2 separate regions of the Gossypium raimondii genome follow, and region 2 is linked to region 1. Evidence: chromatin contacts called from public Hi-C data. All regions are on one chromosome and are shown on one strand. The core of a region is the stretch at or near the end of the contact, and the rest is flanking DNA. Distances in the headings are between cores, read along the strand shown. Region 1 holds the start of LOC105783490. Region 2 holds the start of LOC105783524 (S-sulfo-L-cysteine synthase (O-acetyl-L-serine-dependent), chloroplastic).

Evidence for each region. A called contact is a pair of places that touch in the nucleus more often than the background predicts.
Region 2: a contact with region 1 is called in a Hi-C map of leaf, with 3 times the contacts expected there. The contact joins the promoter of LOC105783524 here to the promoter of LOC105783490 in region 1. A contact is called at or near these places in 2 of 2 Hi-C or Micro-C datasets (both in leaf).

Annotation. Positions count from the first base shown.
Region 1 is chr13:27,860,380-27,864,278 of ASM2569854v1, reverse strand. It overlaps LOC105783490, which reads left to right and starts at 2,107. Exons shown (of 5, transcript XM_052626867.1): 1 at 2,107-2,297; 2 at 2,849-2,975; 3 at 3,091-3,163. The coding sequence starts at 2,270.
Region 2 is chr13:28,419,858-28,423,756 of ASM2569854v1, reverse strand. LOC105783524 (S-sulfo-L-cysteine synthase (O-acetyl-L-serine-dependent), chloroplastic) reads left to right here and starts at 2,060. Exons shown (of 11, transcript XR_001130102.2): 1 at 2,060-2,395; 2 at 3,406-3,515; 3 at 3,775-3,832.

The DNA.
Region 1 (3,899 bases), core at 858-3,357:
TATAAAAATGATTTTAGTTCACATTCAAACACATAATCAACATATTTTGCATTTTATTCATTTTATTCATTTTAGTCCCTATATTAAAAATACTCATAATTGTCCATATCTTACATCAGATCAAAATTCAATTTCATATTCTTTCATTAGGGACCCTATATTTTTCATCTCTAGCATAATTTCATGATCTTTAATTTTATTCAATATGGTCCCTAATATGAAAATTAACTAAATATTTAATTCTAAGCTATTTTCCTATCTTTCAATACAATCATAGTAAAATCTAAGTTCAACAACTAGATATCTACCATTATCAAGCTCAATTTCATCAACCTCCAACAATGGTAACTTGTTGTACACTTAGAAATTACAAAATTTAAAGCATGGGTGTGATGAACTAAGCTTAGATGATTAAGAATTTTTTTTTTTTTAAATCACAACAAATTGCTTCCTTACCTGCTCAATTGAATGGCCGAAAGTTAAATGGATGGGCAATGTTTTCTTCTTTTATTTCTCAAGCCTGGACAGTTGAAAGCTTAAGGAAGAAGATGATAATGTTGTCATCTCCCACTTAAGTTAATATATATGCTTAGATTAAAGATAGATTAATCTTAATTAATCATGTTTATTTCACTAATTTATCATATTTATATTTATTAATTACAATTATATCAATTAAATGGCTACATCATCATTTCCTACTATGTCAGAAAAAAATATTTTAAAAACCAGTTAGGTGCTTTGGATAATTGCCAACTAAGTCCTCAAGCATTTTCTAAATTATAATTTAATAGTGATTGGACTTTTACAATTTAGTCCCTAAACTTTAATTAATGATTTTTTCGGTTAAATTACTTAATCGGTCTTTAATATATTTTTATACCAGCTCTGTAAATCTTCTTATTTTATCTTTACGAACTCAGTTTAAGGAAATGGGGTTCCGAAATTGTATTTTTCGACACCAACAAAAGTTCAGTCGTTACATTTCCCTCATTTTCTCTCACTTTATCAATTTTTGAAAATTTCATCTACTTTTATTTAAATTTAAATTTTTATAATTTTAAAATTTAAAAAGAATTTCAAATTTTATTATATTATATATAATTAGGGTCAAATTGATGAAAGTATAAAAATCAAGGACTAAAATTGTTATTATACCAACTAAAAATTATCGTTTAACCATAGGTGACAAAATATTTGAAAACGAAAGTGATCAAATTGTAACATTTTTGTAGTTAAGTGACCAAAATAAAAATTTACCCATAATTTTGTGATTAATGGTGGAATTTACCCTAAAATAAAAATAAAAAGTCATGGGTAAATTACACCACAGGTTACTCAACTATGGGTCATTTTCTTTTTGATCATCCAACTATGAATTTTTTTTAGATTGATCAACCAACTATGGATTTGTTTCTTTTTTTTGTCACCCAACTATAATTTTTTAAAATTGGTCACCTAATTAATCGAGATTATATTTTTTTAGTCCATTTCCATTAATTGCACTAATGGAAAGGTGACATGATAGTTGAAAAATCGGCATAACAATAAATTTAGCCCTTAACTTTTACATAATATATTGATTTATTCATAATTTTAAAAATTAACCCTAAAATTTACAATTGATCTCAATTTGATCCTAATTTCAAAAAGATTCAAAGAAATATATAAAAATACATAAATATTTCAAATAAATAATAATAAAGTTATATTTATATTTATATTTATATTAAATAAAATTAAGATCAAATTGAGACAATTTGTAAATTTTGAGGGTTAATTTTTTAAAATTATGATTAAATCGATATAATATGTAAAAGTTAAAAGTTAAATTTGTTATTATATTGCTTTCTCAACTGCCATGTCACTCTCCCGTCAGTGCAATTAACAGAAATGGATCAAAAAAATACAATCTTGATTAATTGGGTGACAAAAAAGAAACAAATTCATAATTGAGTGACAAAAGATAATAACCCATAGTTGGATGACATATGGGCGTAGTTTACCCAAAAGTCATAGATGAAATGTGAAGATTGGATCTGCGAAGTACATCACCACATGTCCACATCCACACGTTACTATCATCCACCTTCAATGTGCTACGTCACTTCTAATTTTTGAAACGCCACCGTATCAAGTGTCCTTTCCCTCTTGTCTTTTGCTTTATTTTTCTTTCCGCCGTAAATCCACCATGGGATACACCTTCATCTTTGTTTCATCGGCACACTGAAACCTTTAGAATCTCCAAAGCTACGTCGTTTCTGAAGTCATGGGACAAGTCCTAGAAAAATTCCATGGTAAGCTTTTTTCTCTCCCTTTTAAATTTCCCTTTATCTCGAAACTTTGTTATTCAAAAGTTTATGATATTTGAAACCCAGAAGTCGATTCTTTTAAATCATGGGAATTAAGGGCGCTTTTTAATATATATATATATATATATTAGTTTATATTCCATAGAAAGGTATTCTCTTTTAGCCGTATCTTATTTTTGTAAAGACTATATTATATTTAAATTAAAAAGAAAAGGTCTAACTTTTTGTTTTCTATAGAAAATTTAAATTTCTAATTTTTATTGTTTTAAAAGTAAAGGTCAAATTAAGCTTTAATTATCGCTTTAGAGAAATGTGCATCTGGAATTATGATGGGTAGATGTTCATGTTGAGTGATTAGTTTGAACAAGTGTTTTTTCATGGCTTCTGCTTTCATTGATATTTACCGTGCTGGGTTGGATTTGATATTCTCTGGAAACTGTATTTTATTAGTATTGGGTTTAATGAGAGGAAGTAACATTTGACTGTTTGTAGTGCTATAAGCGAGTATTTGATAGTTTAACACTTGCTTTTTGCAGGGAAGGAATGGAGAAAGAGACAGATTAGGAAAATCAGTGATAAGGTTTTTGAGCGTGTCAAAAATCAATCAGGAAGAGCTACTTTGACATTTGAAGATCTATATATCGCTGTCTTGCTGGTGTATAAGTGAGGAATTTTGCTTAAACGTTCTATGTTTCATTCATTTCATAATCATGCAATGGTACATGTACTGTTAACCGCTTTCTATGTTAAATGCATCTTTAATTTATTCCTTCTGTAGTGATATTAATAAGCGTTTGCCTGGGCCGCACTTTGATCCACCCTCTAAGGACCAAATCAGATCAATGATGCAGGTAATCTACAACTCTTTCTTGAGAATATACATTATATACTTTACTGGGTTTAATTTGTCAAAATTTGATCTTCGTTACTTTTCTAAAACTGAAAAGTTAGTCCAACTCGGTAAACACTATTGAATCTTGTTATAAAATCATTGACTTACAAACTAGCAGTTCATAGATTTATATGCAAGGAAGCAAAACTCACCGGTTCAACAATTTATATATAATAAATTAGTAAAAATTAATAGTTCAAGTTCATGTATTTATCAACAATTACACTAATTTCTCAGTTTCTATAACATAGGTGAATTTCATAATTAGACCCAGTTTGATACAGTGAATGTTATGAATATGCTTGAGCAGCTTGCATTTGATATTCTGTATAATGTGTAATTGATTGACACGGTGTATCAGAGAACATAGCTAATGATCAATGGATGTCACTGCATGTTTACATGTTTTAAGAATAAAAGTTAATTATTTGAGTGCTTTTGGTAGAAAGGAAGCTCCTCGAGTTTTAAAGGGTGCATTTGTGAAGGTTGATAGTCTGATAGGAAGGATGTCATTTTGTTAATCAATCTCGAATCAATATTTCGTTATCGAAAATAGTCTGAGGGCTGGACCCTCAACAAGTTTAGTATTTTCTTTGAATCGGATCTTGTCTCTCAGCTCGACCGAAAGCCTGGTAGGTTTACAAAGCGGGAGCGCCTTGTATTGCAAGAACAGGAAGAGGTCATTGCATGAGCGA
Region 2 (3,899 bases), core at 811-3,310, 560 kb before region 1:
GATATATAGTGCAAAGCCTTTAAACACCAAGAAGGTCTTCGAAGTGAATTTGTATACCCGATGGTCTGCAAAGAATGCTCAATTGAGGGAATCACATAATAGATCAAACCCCATACCAAATGCAATTATGACCCTAATTAACATGTCAATAGTATCTTAACATATCTACTAAGTTTACATGAACTACATATTCAAATATATATATTACTCACTGATCACCCCAAAGGTATTCTTAATCTTTCATATACAAACATGTATCAAATTCATATCAAAAGCAATTTATGATTTTTCACATGGTCAAAATCATCAAGTCTTATATTTCACCATAACTTCATATATTTTTGTAACGAGAATCATATTAAGAGGTATTTATACATTTTATCATATTTTTTCTAAAGTCTACTTCTCACTTCATAATAACAAAGAAAATGTTTATCAATTTGTCATACATTTTTCCTTTATTTATTTTTCAAGTATATTAATAGCATTATATGTAGTTTTTTTTTGTTATAGTTGTGTGACCCAAATTCCTGTTAAAATAAAATATAAGTGGCAAGATAGGGGGATCTACGAGGGTGAAGGTTGCAATCAATCGCAGATCCCTAATAAGCAAAATACTGGACTGGGTTGCAATTCGACCCCCGTGGTACGGTGCAGGCTGCATAAGTGGAATCCGTATAAAAGTTTACTTCCTTTATTTGATATTTGATTAGAATAAGTTGTTTTAACCTTACTGTATTACTTCTATTGTACTTTGATTAGAATATGATTTTACAAACCTATAAAAAATGAACCTTTACAATATAATTAATCAATTAAAATTAAATTTTAATTGTTAAAGCAATAATTTATAATCGTAATAATAGAAAATTGTGAGATACAATAGCTTTTACATTTATTTATGATATTATTATTTATAAAATTTATTAATAAAATAAAATTTGATTTAACACAAAATATTATGTATAAATAAACCCATAGGGATAAGCAAAGAAATTGAGAAAATCTAAAAATGATGTATTATGTTAGGTTCAGGTATTGTACTATTTAATTCGATGTCGGGTTGATGTTATCACCCAAACCGCATAATTCGATTTGAGTTCGATTTTCCGCATGAAACCCATTTTATTCAAATCAAATTGAATGAGAAAAAAATTATTTAAAGGAACAATCTTACAAGAATAATAAATTGACTATTTCAATATCCATATGGACTAATTCATTTAACCTTATTATTGTTATTATTACTATTAAAAATTAGATAATATCTTTCAAAAATTAAAGTTATAACAGTATTTCATAAAAAATACTAAAAATGTAGTTTTATATTAGAGAAAGTGGATATTTTAAATATAATAATTAAGCATAATTTTAATTTAAGAAAAATAGTTTATTAAACTTTATAATATTTTATTTATAAAAAGATAATTATTCATAAGTTGTCAATTATATATATAATAATTATAAATTTAATTGATTATATGACATATTGCAATGACTTAGTTATAACAAATTAAAGCAAGCACTAATTAAATTAATTTAATGAAATGAGACAACAAAACATTAGGTATATGAATGATTTATCAACTTAATAATTAACTTAAAATGATTTTTTAATGGTTGGATGATTATGATATTAGTTTAAATATTTAATTTACTTTATAAATGTATAAATGAATCTAGAATTGCTATAAAAATTAATAATTATAATATTAAGTTTTTGAACTGATATAGATTTCTTTTCCAACAAAATCTCAATTTATTAAAACCGTCCAACATTTATCAATTTTGAATATCTCAATTTTATTCAATACAATTTTAATTTCAAAATTAAAAATAATTTAATTCCTCTCTAAAACGGAATCCAACCGAACAGAGTACGTCACTAACGTGTTTGTGGTCTATCCGAAAAATTAAGCAAAAATATTATTCAATTAAAACTTTCATTATTATTCTAAAAAATATAAAAGTTTCATTATTCAGGGAAATTAGGCCTTACCAATAATTTATTACAAAAAACAAAAAAAAAAAAGAGAAAAGGAAAGATAAGGGTGGGTCTATAAAAGCGAAGAGCCAATCTAAAACCTCAGGAAAACCTCTACGGAGAACGAAAATGTCACTATCATCTTCTCTGCTACATCTCCCTCCTCCAAAACCCTTTCTTTGTATACCTAAACAGTACAGTTTTCCACCGTTTAATGCTTCATTGAACTTTTCATTCTATGATAAACCTATGTTAATTGTAAAAAGTGCCTCCTTTGCTGCAACAAGAAGAGCTTCTTCTTTAATAGTCGAAGAAGAAGAAGAAGAAGAAGAAGAAGAAGATGAAGAAGAACAAGAACAAGAACAAGTAGAGGGATTTGAAGCTGTTAATATTGCTGAGGATGTAACCCAGGTTCTAGTTTTTTTAATACCAATTTCCCCTTCAATGAAGTAATAGGTTTTTTTTTTCAAGTTGCTGTTTTGTTTTTGTCTTTTTGAGGCTAAGAATTTTATTGGTTTTCTTTGTATTTTCCTTGAAATGGGAGAAATGAGAAGTGATTTTTGTGGGTTAATAGCATTTTATTCTATTTACTGTTCAAGTTTCTTTGCCTTCTCTTCTATAGGATAATATTTGAAGGGGTCTTGGGGGGGGGGGGGGAGGGGGGGTGGTTAAGAAGTGGTTACTGTTGTTTAAGAGTGTATTGTATATACTGCTCTAGAATGTTGATTTTCTTGTTTAAGAGTGTAGTATATATACTTCTCTAGAATGTTGATTTTCTTTTTGTTACTTGTTTCTTCTATTTAATTTACTTGAGAGATTGATTATGTTAGTGTGACTTATGTTGCTGAAATATTCATTTTCTTGAATATGGAGATATGATCCTCCAAAGACCTGGAAGCATGAACAATTTGAAGATAACCATCTAGAAACCAGAAAATTTTGAGTACAGTCATGTCAGGCATATACCCATTTCCGACTCTTACAATTCACAGCCGAGTCTTAGTAACATAGGTCTAGACCCTATAATATGGATTTAGTCATTTATTGGTTCTGGAGAAACACCACCTTAATTTTTATAATTATGGAGACAGTTTTCTTAACCAGGAGAGTAGTTCTTCTTATTTTCCCTTTTTGTTGCTTCTTTAATCTCTTGCAGTTGATAGTGATTACATTTTGAGCTAAAGAATAGAATGATTCAATAAAATGTGGTCATGTTAACTTTATGACATACCACTTAACATTTCAGAATGTTGTAATGCCATTTCTAGTAAAAAAAATTTATCCATAGTCTTCTAGATTGATTATGTCTTGCTGTGTAGGTGTTGCTTGAAAAGCATTAGTTTGTTTACTTTTGATAGTAATGTTTTGCTTATGCGTCAAACCTTTACTGATTTTGAGCAGTTGTGACAAAATTGATATAGTTGATTGGGCGTACTCCTATGATATATCTCAACAAGGTAACAGACGGATGCGTGGCAAACATTGCTGCAAAACTTGAATCCATGGAACCTTGTCGGAGTGTCAAAGACAGGTACATATTCTTTCTATTGTGAAGTCCACAATTATCCCATATGCATTGGACATCTTTTTTTATGCTACTCTGGGGCATGAATAGTCTGTTTGATTGTGCTTCAAGTCATCATTAGAGCTGGAGACTCTCAGAAGTTACAGATGACCTACACATGTCCTATATTGTGCAAGTTCTTAGCGGTTTTCATGTATGTTTATTGGAAATATGTTAAAAGTTGACCTTTTTTTTTCCTTTTTTTTTCAATGGTTGAATGTTTTAGGATTGGTCTTAGTATGGTATGTGAGGCTGAAGATAGTGGAGCAATTTCTCCCAGGAAGGTTAGCCATTCTCTTTATTTCTAGTGAAAGAAGTCATCAGCAAATATGCCTTTGACTTTTGAGAATT